Linked DNA regions of Sus scrofa: region 1 is linked to region 2. A link is a contact called in public Hi-C data. All regions are on one chromosome and are shown on one strand. Each heading gives the region's core, a stretch centred on a gene start, on an enhancer-like site or on the middle of the called end of the contact. The rest is flanking DNA. Distances are from core to core; before and after follow the strand shown. Region 1 holds the start of LARP7 (La ribonucleoprotein domain family member 7). Region 2 has its middle 120 kb from the start of LARP7.

Region 1 (5,585 bases), core at 1,594-4,093, 120 kb after region 2:
TTTCACCCAGTCTAAAATACCCCTTCCTGCCAACCTTAACCCCACACACCCTCTAGGTCACCACTTTCTATACTTACATGCTTTCATCCCTACCTGGAATTATAATTTTATTGCTCATCTGCCTCACTAGAATATAAATACTGTGAATGCAGGGACTCCAGCTTGATCACAACCTCAGCATTTGTTGGTTAAAATCTAAAAGGATCTAATAAACTGTAAAGTGTCAAGCATTTCAAGTTATTTTGTAAAGAGGCAGCATTATGGGATTATAAAGAAGATACAAATGTAGCTCTGATTGTCACTACAGCAGGATCTAACTTTCCCTTCTGAAAAACTACAAATTATAAAGGGCAGGTTAGCAGCTCTCTAATTCTTTTCATTGTCAAAGCCATCATCTAAGAAAATAGTGGACAGAACTGCATAAGCACAAAAATCACAATTCTCCCAGAAATTAGATTTTTCTGATCATTCTCACATCTCAGCATAAATAGTCTCCTTTCCTTTTCCTAAGGATTTTTTGGTGGCTTGAAGAATTAAGTTCAGAAAATCTTGCCTGCTATGAATAACACTTATCTGTAATTTTCGATCTTAAACATATATTCTGTAGATTACCAAATATACCTTCATTTTAGAGGAAGACATGCATCAAATAGAAAATAACAAGCTATAGGACAAGTTAGCTTCCCTACACAATAGCTGCGGAAGATCAGGAAGTACACGGAAGCACTTCTGCTATAATTTTTATCTTCAGTTTACTTTCTCAATGTCTTATGAATGGTAACAAATGTGTCTACTGTCACCCATACATTTCAAATCAAACTTTTATTTTTCCTACCCATGTCTGTTCTCACCATCCTCACTTTATTTAAGGATGACATATTCTACTTAGCCAATCAAGCTATTTACTAGCTGTATGGATCTTGAGCAAATTACCTCATCTTTCTGAGGTCTATAAAATGTTTATTAAAATTAGACCTACCTAATAGCTTGTTGTAAGAATTCATCAAAATAATGTAAATAAAACACTAAACATGGCTGCTATATAGTGCACACTCAGTAATTTGGAACCATTATTATCATTTTATCATTTGCCAATCTGTCATTAAGTCCTACCAATTCAACCTGCGAAAGGCCTTTTAGCTCCATCTAACGTTTTCCACAACTACTGTCCCCATAATAGAAACAGTTTATAAATTGTTCTAGAAGTCATCCATTCTTCACAGAAGCTGTGTAACATGTCTAAAACAGATCTAATTTTGTGATCCTGATGTTAAAACTTTCAACATTAGAAATTCCTTAGCATCTTCTTATAACTGAATATATACATATATATATTTAAAAAAAACTGTTAAATAAACCAAGGGACTTCATGGGCTTTAGCAAAGAATAAAAGTTACTGTGTAACAATGCCGTTACTTTACATACAGGGTTTTAATCCTCACAACCCCTTTGGGTTGTTTCTTTTAACTCCTTTATATGAAGGTTCAAAGGTTAAGTAACTTGGCTAAAGCTAGGTAAGTAAGCAAGCTCAGGTATGCTTGACTTCCACACTGCCTACCTTTTAGTAGAAACTCTTGCAACCTGTCACCATGCAGTCAATGCTCTGACTCAGGAACTCTTAATCTGCAGTCTATGGAATTTGAGGTGGGTTTTAAGATTTCTTGTGAATCCCAGGAAAATTTTAAAAGATAAATTTTAATGAAAAGGTAAAATTATGACTCTTGTACAAATTAAGTGACAATGAAAGACAGAGATAACCTGGAAGAGTAAGCTAGACAAGACATCTAGTTTTATTTTTTTCTTGGCCACTTCAATGTCTTTCACACCTTTTCTTTCAAAAAAATTATAGCAAAATGGTTTAATATATACATGCATTTTCCTGGGAGGCTCAATGATAGATTTTTTTTTTTTTTCCCACTGTACAGCAAGGGGATCAAGTTATCCTTACATGTATACATTACATTTTTTTCCCCCATCAACGACAGATTTTTTTAACAAGTAAATGGATGCCATAAAGGTTAAGAAACACTAGTCACAGTTGACTATTTAGCGATACCCACACACTTTGTCTCCATGCCTTTGCTTTAAATGAGTCTTCTCATCTTCCTTGCTTTATAAACTCCTATTCAATTTTTAAAGCTCAGGTTAAATGGCATTTTACTCTCTGCAGCTTTCCACTACCACGTGTTCCCTAATTAATGGCCTCATCTATTTTCCCTTACGTATTTATTAGTGCACTCATACACTATTTAGTTCTTACTTGTTGGCTCTTTTCCCTAATTGGACTTTTAGTTCTTCGAATGACAAGGCGCAAAGTTCTAAACGAGAAAATGACTTAATTTTAAATTACAAACTCTCACATTCGTTAGCCTCCTGCCACCAAAAGGCAAACCTGCGAAGCAAAGCTATTTACCCTCTCGTCCTTCCGCGTGGAAGCAGAAAATGCGGGGCTGCCCTAAACCTGCCAACATCGGACAACAAGCGCCCCCAACCACTGAGGATTGGAACTACAAAGACTGCCAGAGGACTTTTGCGCGTGCGCAGAGAGAACTAGGACAGGCGAAGTGATGGACTCGTGGGAGGGGGCAGGGCGAGAAGGACGACAGATGATAGAATGGACTGCATGAAAAAGCACTGAGGACTTTAGATCTCACCTAGCCAGGGCAACCCCATAGTCCACTTAGAACTTACTCCGTCCAATTCCCAAAATAGAGTAGGGCCAGAGACTGCGTCCTTCAATCCTTCCCGTCTCCCGATCCTTAGAGTCGTGGTTGTTTCCGCGTCATAGGATGAGCGACACCGTCCTTCGCTACGCCTCGGAAAAGACAGGCCCAGAGGCTGTGCGTCCGTCGTAGACGTCACAGGCGTGGGCTGGCTCGGCATGGGGGCGGGGCCTCGGAGATCGCGGCCGCCTCAGAGGCTCGCATCCAGCAAAGAATTTGATTGGCGGTTTGAAAACGGCAGTTCTGGTTGGGGCAGTGGTGGGCGGGCTAAATAGTGGGTCTTGATTTGGTGTGGTCGCGAGTTGATGACGTCAAGGGCTTTTCGCGGGAGAGATTCGAAAGTGGATTTTGTGCAATGGCCGGGTGAAATGAGCTGTTTCCCGGGGTTTCTGGGGAGTAAGAGGCGAGAGGCGGTGTCGCTGATTTTGGCGCGACTGGACGAAGAAGTTTGCTCCGCCAGAAGCGGACGATAAGGATACCGTGTGGAACAGGATTGGCTCACAGCTTGGTCGAACAACTTGCAATAATTGGTGCCCCGTCTTCCTCGCCTTCTCCAATCTCTGCTTTGCAGTTCCCGCATACATGTGAGAACCAAAGACGGTTTTGCTGTTTCTTTTTAGGACTGACGAAGGGTCAATTCTCCATTGTCATTTGGTTACACAGGATTATGGTAATTAGTGTTCTCAAATGAAATATGGGCTTTTACTTATCTGCACAGGGTGGTTTCTTAACAGGGTATATGATTCGTGACTCTTAAACTCTTACATCTGTGAACTATTTAGGGATTCGAAAGATCCGGCCTGTTCCAAAACAACAGGACCAAAAACATCTCGTCAAACTTAGCAAAAGAATAGTTCATTTTTTAGTGAAAACACTGAATATATATATATATATATATCAATGAAACAGCGTAACACCTTATGTATATGTATGAAGATACGCATTTTTGTACTTATGTAATTATCACAGAACATCTGGGGTCTCTATGCCAAAAACTTTTTGAACATGAAGTTTTCACCCATTATAGATATGTCAACATTTGAATTGTTTCACAGATGAGGAGAGATGAAGATTTTCAGCATTTTTATCTTTGCATCTCATATATATGATGCTGCTGGCTGAAAACATTTTTCCTATTGACTCACTTTTGACTGTGGCAAATACACCTCTTAAGTATTTTAAGATCAAGTTAGATTTTTTTTTAAGGTTTAATCCTATAATTTTTTTCTTTTTCCAGCACACCTGCAGCCTATGGAAGTTCCTGGACTAGGAGTTGAATGAATCGGAGTTGCAGCTGGAGCCTATCCAGAGCCAGGGCAACACCGGATCTGAGCCACATCTGCGACGTACTCTGCAGGTTGCAACCCACTGAGTGAGTCCAGGGATGGAATCCAGCATCCTCATTGAGACAAGGTCAGGTTCTTAATCTGCTGAGCCACAACGAAAACTGCTAATCCTATAATCTTAATTTTCCATTTATGAATCTTTGGACCTTCTCAGTTCCTTTTTTTTTTTGTTTTCTTTTCTTTTTAGGGCCTCATCCACGGCATATGGAGGTTCCCAGGCTAGGGGCTGAATCAGAGCTGTAGCAGCTGTCCTAAGCCACAGCCATAGCAACACAGGATCCAAGCCAAGTCTACAACCTACACCACTGCCCAGGGCAACACAGGATCCTTAACCCACTCAGCAAGGCCAGGGATAGAACTGAGACCTCAAGGATGCTAGTCAGATTTGTTAACCACTGAGCCACCACGGGAACTCCTTCTCAGTTCCTTTTAAATTTAAATCTCACGTATAATATTTCTAATTTAGGAAAACAATGGGGGAATTTATTTTGTAATTCCTAGACAGCCTAAAAGTAATCCTAAATTAGTAAATACTGGATTCCTAATCTGTAAATTGTGATGATAATAACTACTATTCAGGGTTATGAGACTGATAAATATTATATATAAAGTATCTAGTCCCATTCCTGCCTGACACAGTAGGTATTAGGTAAATAGTCATATGCAAATGTGAGCTCCAAAATTTAGACTACTTAGTTTTGAATTCTGAATCTGCCATTTATTTACTTTATGGTCTTAGGCAAGTTATTCATCTGTTATATATCTCAGTTTTCTTTTTGTAAAATCAATACTAAAATATCTATACCATAAGGTATGAACATTTTAAGCATTTTAACAGTATCTAGCATATAATTGCGCTGAATAAGTAATAACTATTATTATTAAAGAGATCTAATGTTAATAACTGCCGCATGCCAAATATTATGTTGACACCATGTAGTCTCATCTATGTGTATAGGATATCTAACTTATTCTGTGGCTAGAGATATGGTGCTGTATAAGCAGCAGTGAGTGAATATGTTTCTCTGGATCTCTCCATTATCTTCTTGACATTCATTAGGCATCTAGCAATCCTGTGGGCTGGAGGGGAGGGGTATAGGATATAGGAGTTTTGTTTTGTTTTATTTTTGGGTTTCTTTTTTTTTTGCTTTTTAGGGCCACACCTGTGGCATATGGAGGTTCCCAGGCCAGGGGTCTAATCGGAGCTACAGCTGCCAGCCCACACCACAGCAACACCAGATCCCAGCCGCATCTGCAACCTACACCACAGCTCATGACAACGCTGGATCCTTGACCCACTGAGCGAGGCCAGGAATCGAACTCGCAACCTCATCGTTCCTAGTCGGATTTGTTTCCACTGAGCCATGCCGGGAAATCTGGGAGTCACATTTCTGAAAGGCAGTGCCTCTGTAGGTCTAGGTCATGTCCTATGAACTATGTCATAGGGCAAGTTTTCATATCATTTGCCAACCCCTTACCCCATCCTTTCTCTATTTGGTGGCCAGAGGAATCTTTG
Region 2 (6,419 bases), core at 174-2,673:
AACGTTTTCTTTTCCTACCATTACTAACCCAAAATTATAAAGCCCTTTAAATGTCTGTCTTTCACCACACAGACCATTTCTCAGTCCACAGACTCTACTCCTGTGTTATGACAAGACGGCTACAGACACAAAAATACGATTCACCCTGAAACCTAGCAGGCAAAACACCGGTAAACTGTGGATTACTTAGTAAGGTGATGAAAAACACCAAGAAAAAGATGAACTGTTCAGAAGTGATCTATTATCAACCCTAGCTCTACTTCTTCCACTACCTCCTCTATAAAACCACAGATGATAGTAGATCCCATCTCCCTGGGGTTTGTGGGACTTAATACACGTAAATTGCTTGGACCCGTGCCTGACACATGGTGGGGCATTAACATAGATTCTCATTAATATCGTTAGAAAGTTCATGATAAGAAATGTCACTGCCATTAAGACAACTCAAGGAAAGCGCCAAGCTAAACTGCTAACGAAGAAATTGTAACACGGGAATGGCAGAATGACATAATCACAGATGGAAAAGGTGAAATGACAAGTCAGGGATTGACTTAAAACACTCTAGCCCCACTTTCACAAAAACTCATTCTTTTTCATTTACGCTGCATTGCATTACATGTACACAGTAAAGAAAACAATGCAGAAAAGGATAGAATGAAGAGGAAAGGTCCCTCCTATCCCAGACTTGTCTCTGTTTCCAGGCAATTCTAGGCAGATTCTTGTATATTTGTATGGAGATATTTATGTACAGGCATATTTTAAAATGCATGGGTTTGTGCGTGTGTATTACCGGGGAATAAATAATATCAATTTCTTGATAATCTTACAAAATACGGTCTCTCTGTTTACAAGAAATACTTGGACATGGCTTTGAAATACAGAAAAAGAGTTTCGCAGCAATACAGAACGAGACCACCAGTGATTATTTTCTTTTCCAGCCCCTTTGTGCACTGGCTTGACGCTGGATCCCATTTTCGCTTGGTGAAGGCTTTCTTAGCCAGACGTCAATCTTGCATTCCTGACTCAGGCAGGCGCTAGCTGAGCTCCCAGCAAGGAAGGCCCTTAATTAAAGGAACTCTGCCTGCCCAGACTACATTTTCCACTCACAGTTATTATTTTTATTAAGGAGTAGAGGATATTTTCTTGCCTTTTAAAACCCATCCGGAAACATAATGAATCACTTTAATAATACCGCCTAATAAAGAAGATGATGTTACCTAGATAAATAATGTAGAAAACTTACGAACACAATGGTTAGGAAATAATAAAGAGATTTACCAGGATTGGCAAGGCTAGGCAAGGTTGCAAATCAGAGGGGGAAAATAATGCTCAGTAAGTGCCCTCTGAGTCATCAGTAGGTTACTTGTTATGCTCCCAGTCTTTTTGAACTGCGGCACCCCCCTCACTTTTTGTCTTCACTTTGTGGCTTTAACACAGCCACCCCCCTCTCCTCCACCTCACACTACCTCGCACCTCCCCTCTCTGTTTATGCCTCCTCCCAACCTGCCGGGTCTGTCAGCAGTTAAGGGCTGGAAGGGTCCTTGCACCTTCTCACACACAAGAACTTAATGTCATTGATTGAACTCTATGAAATTGTCAAAGAGATAGCAGAGAAAAGCCCTCCCGCATCTCAGTTTGTTTCGCTATAAACTATGTACAAGTTTCTCTTTCCACTCTCAAGAGGCTATGATTTTATGGAGGCTAGGGCTCTATTGCTATTTTTCCAACAAAACTTAATACAAGGACAACAGTATACTTTAGCTCAAAATTAAAACAGACACTTATTCTAAAAATTAGTAAAGGCAGATCTATATAATAAACTAGGTGAGCCTGAAAAAAACATCTTAAATGGTACATTTGATTTGCACATCTGGTGATCTGAGGTTTTTCGTGGTTTGGGGTTTGCTTTGTTTTGTTTTGTTTTGTTTTTTGCTTTTCAGGGCCACACTTGCAGCATATGGAAGTTCCCAGGTGAGGGGTGGCATCGGAGCTGTAGCTCCAGCCACAGCCACAGCCACACCAGATCCTTAACCCTCTGAGCGAGGCCAAGGATCAAACCCACACCCTCATGGACACTAGTCGGGTTCAGTTAACCGCTGAGCCATGAAGGAAACTCCTAGAAATCCATATGTTGATGTGACGGCTTTTACCACTTGGTACTGATAATTTTTGACATAACTGAGCCCCCAAAACACATGTAACAAAAACATAACATGGACCCAACTCAGCCCACAAGTTGACAGCTACCTCTGCTTTTGATTTACAAGAAGCTTTTGTCTGCTTATAGAGATTTAGAACTAAAAAGGATTTTAGAAATCATTAGAAGCAAAAGTGTTATTTTATGGCAAAAAGGAAACTGGGGCCCAGAGAGAGGCTGTAACTTCAGTGCAGGTGAACCAGTTTTAACTGGGGTTGAATTACTATGCCATGCAAAGGATATTGATGCCTTCATGGACCTGTCCTCAAGCTGGTCACAGTCCAGTGGAAGAAAGAACCTGTGAACTCTTGGAAATCAGTTTTGTCAAGGCCCAAGCAATAAGAGAAGATTGTTCAAGGTATGGAAATAGAACAAAGAAGGAAGTCGTCAGCTCTCTGAGAGCCAGTTGATATCTGTCCTCCCAACCCAGATCCCTTGTTTCTCCAGTCTCAAGCTCTCCCTGCTAAACCCAACGGCCTCCCACAAACCAGGCCAGCCCCTTCCTCCAAGGAAAAGTAGCAATATGAAATGTGACCATGCCTGCAAAGACAGAGGAAAGCTGCCAGTACTTAGAATGCCATATACCAGAGTCAGTCACCCTGTAAGAGAAGAAACACTTGGGCTTTAATTTTTAACATATCCTGATGCAGCTAACACAGCCTTGGGAATGAGAAAACAGAGGTCTAGTCCTGGCTCAGCCATTAACTAGCTCAAGGACTAGGCAAATACCTAAACCGATGAGGTTAGACTGGAAGGCGACTTAAGGAGCTGCCAGTTTAGTCATTCTAAGACTTTTTATGACAGACTTCATTGAAATTCAAAGAGGACAGATATCATTGTGGGCAGGAAACATCAGGGAAAACTTTGCAGAGGAGTTATGGATTAGATTAGATCCCAAAGGATGAGAAGGATTAAGTAGCAGGGGGGAAGGGATGGAATTAGAAGCGGAGGTGGGGGTGGTGCTGGTGAAGGAAACAACTTGAGCAAAAATGTAGGGACAGGAATGCACCCTGAGATACCTAAAGTGTGGAAGGAGCTTACACCAGATGGCAGAGATCTTATCTCCAAAGTAGGAAGTGAGGTCCATCTGCATAAGGAATCCCAAGGGAGTTGTTAAGGACTTAAGAAGTGGGGCAAAGTTTTGGACCTTTTCTTGTGGAGGATGTGCTGAGGGTTCACAAAGGGATGTTACAGCAGAGCTAGGAAGCCTGCTATCAAAAAAAAAAAAAAAAAAAAAAAAATAGGGCAAATAAAGTTTGGGGTATGCTCTGGTGTTTCTGCTATAATTCTTAGGACTTATTACCTGAGGATAAACCCCGAAGCCAAGACTGCTTGTATACATGGTAAAATCTGATACACACTCCCAGAAATTGTAGGCTTTTTTTTTTTCTCCCCCACCCTCCCCAGAGCCGTAACCAGAACCACGGCAGTGACAACACCAGATCCTTAACCTGCTGAGCCACCAGGGAACTCCAATTAGTTTCATAGGAAGACAAAATCAGGCGGGGGGGCCGGGGCATTCATCGGTCTTCTGAGTTCTATACGGGACACTGTTAGGAACCTCACTCTGGGATCCTTGACCTCATTAGATTACATGTGTAAGTGAGCGCCCCACTCAAATGTGGGAAAAGAATGAAACAAGACAGACACTTGCTCTCTGGGTTATTAACTTTTGGGCAATAGGTGCCTCTAGTTCATTCTAGGCCTGGCCTTCGAAGGTGCTCACAGCTGCTCCTTCCCTCTTTTTTTTCTTTTTTTTTGGTCTTTTTGCCTTTTCTAGGGCCAATCCCTCGGCATGTGGAGGTTCCCAGGCTAGGAGTCAAATTGGAGCTGTAGCTACCAGCCTACGCCAGAGCCACAGCAACGCGGGATCCAAGCCATGTCTGCGACTTACACCACAGCTCACAGCAACGCCGGATCCTTAACCCACTGAGCAAGGCCAGGGATAGAACACACAACCTCATGGTTCCTAGTTGAATTCGTTAACCACTGAGCCACGACGGGAACGCCATCCTTCCCTCGTTTCTAAGCAACACTCCTGGCTGGGTCTCTCTTTCCCACCACTGCCTTCATTTCATAGCAATGCTGTACTCAATAACCTCCCAACGAGCTTGGTGCCTCACCTTCCTCTGTCCTCGGTTCCAGGATTTTTTCCCTAGCCCTGGGACCTTTCCTTCATAGTGTACCTCACTGCCTCTCAAGGCCTCACCTGGGGGTTTCTCCTGGGCCCAGAGCACAGGTCTCGTTCCATCTGCTGAGATTGGAAAGACTGTGCTGGCTGGTGGCAGAAAGAGCTTTGGAAAAATCGCCTCGCCCACAGACGCATATAATAGATACAAATTGTTATATTAGCAGTAAACAGTAATTAGATAGCAAACAATAAGTAGTATTAGATAGCAAAGAATGAATCTGGTTAACAGGCTGTGTGCCGAGATTCCTGTCTGCAGTTATGACTCACCCAGACCTGAGTACATAAAAGTCTGAAGGGTGATTTTTCTGGAAAAAAAAAAAAAAGAGGAGGATATTTCTTACTTAGTGAGTTTCTGTCTGAAGGGCTATCCCTTCCCCTTTGTCTTCTGTGATGTGCTCCATCACGGATTCTGTGGAATGGGACCGGGGGCTCTGGGGGCTTTCTATAAACACAGACTCCTCCTATTAATTACTCTTCAGTTAACTGAGGCTTATCCCTTCAGTATCTACTTCCTTCAAGAGAAAGTGAATGCCCTTACAGATAAAATAAAACCTCATAGTATCCATGCTCTACTGCATGGAAGAAAACAGGCTTATTTACTATGGATCTGTTTAAATGGTTCTCTTTCATGAACACCAGGGAATCAAAAAAGTTTGAGGTGGGAGGCATCTTCCTTGAGTTGCCAAGTAAAAAATTATGGACGTAAGAAAAACGTGTTAGAAGGTGACTAGAGTTGACTAATGGTGGAACGAACACCTCTGATGTTCTATGATAAATCTTATTGTCAAAAATGTGCATCCTTATTATCCAGCACCATCCCGAACATGATGGTGTGGTCCTAGAAAATACTGCTGTCATTGTTTTCAATCCAGCGACTCCATTCAATAGCAGAGCATGCGGCTCACAAAGCACAGCAGGGTTGGGAAGAGCTGACTTTGGGAAGTTTTAGAGTAAACAGCTGATGCTTTTCCATCCATTTTTTTTTTTTTTTTAATGTAACGGGTTCTCCCAAATTTCAAAGTTCATTTAGGTCCATAAGCAAATGTTAGCCATTAATATTTATGGATCTTGTTTACTACCTAAGTGCAAAGTCAATCAAGGCATTTTCCCACCAGAAATTTGAAATCCTCACATATCCCTCACCAATGATATCACTTTATAGATGATGATAACTGATGAAATGTGCAGGGGTCATTAAAAAAAAAAATTCAACTAAATGGACTCAGATGCATGATTAATGCAATGCCTTTTTTTACACCTCTACTTTTAACTGTTATTTACTAAGTTGATTATCTGCAATTCTTGTTTCCAATACTTCCAAGCATTTAAAAAGCATGAGTGTTTTAAAATGTTCGCCAACCAAGTGGTTTTCCATTGCCTTGCTTCAGGAGACCATAAAGCATGTAGGTGAGTGTCTTTTATGTATCCATTCTTATTACACATTCAAGACAAAATCACAAATCACGTTGTATAAACCCCTCAACAACAGCGGGAGTTACAGGAAAGGAAATGAGGTCAAACAGGGATGTCTTCTGTGTATAAAATTAACACATCTTATAGGTTAACCGGAAGACAAAGATATAGCCAACTACAAAACAGCGGATTTAAGCAAGAAGAATTTATGCATGTGAACTAGCCCTCTCCAGAAATTAAGGCCACTGGGTCACTCACTTTCCTAAAAGAAGGATGTGCTTCAGGTTTGTTATGAAGATGTTCTCTCTCTTTCCATAGAAGGTTCAGTTGTAACAAGCCTGCATTAGACTTACCATACTCGCAGACATAGAATTCATTTCTGACATGTGCTGCCACATTTACTCTATAAAATACTACAATGATCACTTTAATTTGCTGCCTAACGATTATTACACGGGAAACATGTTTGTGCAGAAAGGCAATTTCGGTGGCTTAGCTCCTGATTAAAAACTGGTCTTTAGGAGTTCCCGTCCTGACTCAGTGGTTAACGAATCCGACTAGGAACCATGAGGTTGCGGGTTCGGTCCCTGCTCAGTGGCTTAAGGATCTGGCATTGCC

The links. Hi-C and Micro-C count contacts between places; a contact is called where the count stands out from the background.
Region 1: a contact with region 2 is called in a Hi-C map of brain, with 7 times the contacts expected there. The contact joins the promoter of LARP7 here to the enhancer-like site in region 2. A contact is called at or near these places in 3 of 5 promoter capture datasets (fetal liver, fetal skeletal muscle and liver), 28 of 47 Hi-C or Micro-C datasets (alveolar macrophages, blood, brain and 14 more) and 2 of 2 datasets of contacts at active chromatin or transcription factors (alveolar macrophages and skeletal muscle).

Annotation. Positions count from the first base shown.
Region 1 is chr8:110,086,946-110,092,530 of Sscrofa11.1, forward strand. LARP7 (La ribonucleoprotein domain family member 7) reads right to left here and starts at 2,844. Exons shown (of 15, transcript NM_001243815.2): 1 at 2,692-2,844. ZGRF1 (protein ZGRF1) reads left to right here and starts at 2,975. Exons shown (of 26, transcript XM_021101668.1): 1 at 2,975-3,307.
Region 2 is chr8:109,968,783-109,975,201 of Sscrofa11.1, forward strand. No RefSeq gene overlaps it. Among named protein-coding and RNA genes, the nearest start is that of LARP7, 120 kb to the right of the region's middle. Within about 2 kb of position 1,424, at least 5 of the 83 cell types and tissues checked have an H3K27ac peak or open chromatin away from gene starts, as enhancers often do. A contact at or near this core is called in brain and epiblast stem cells, where this site is marked.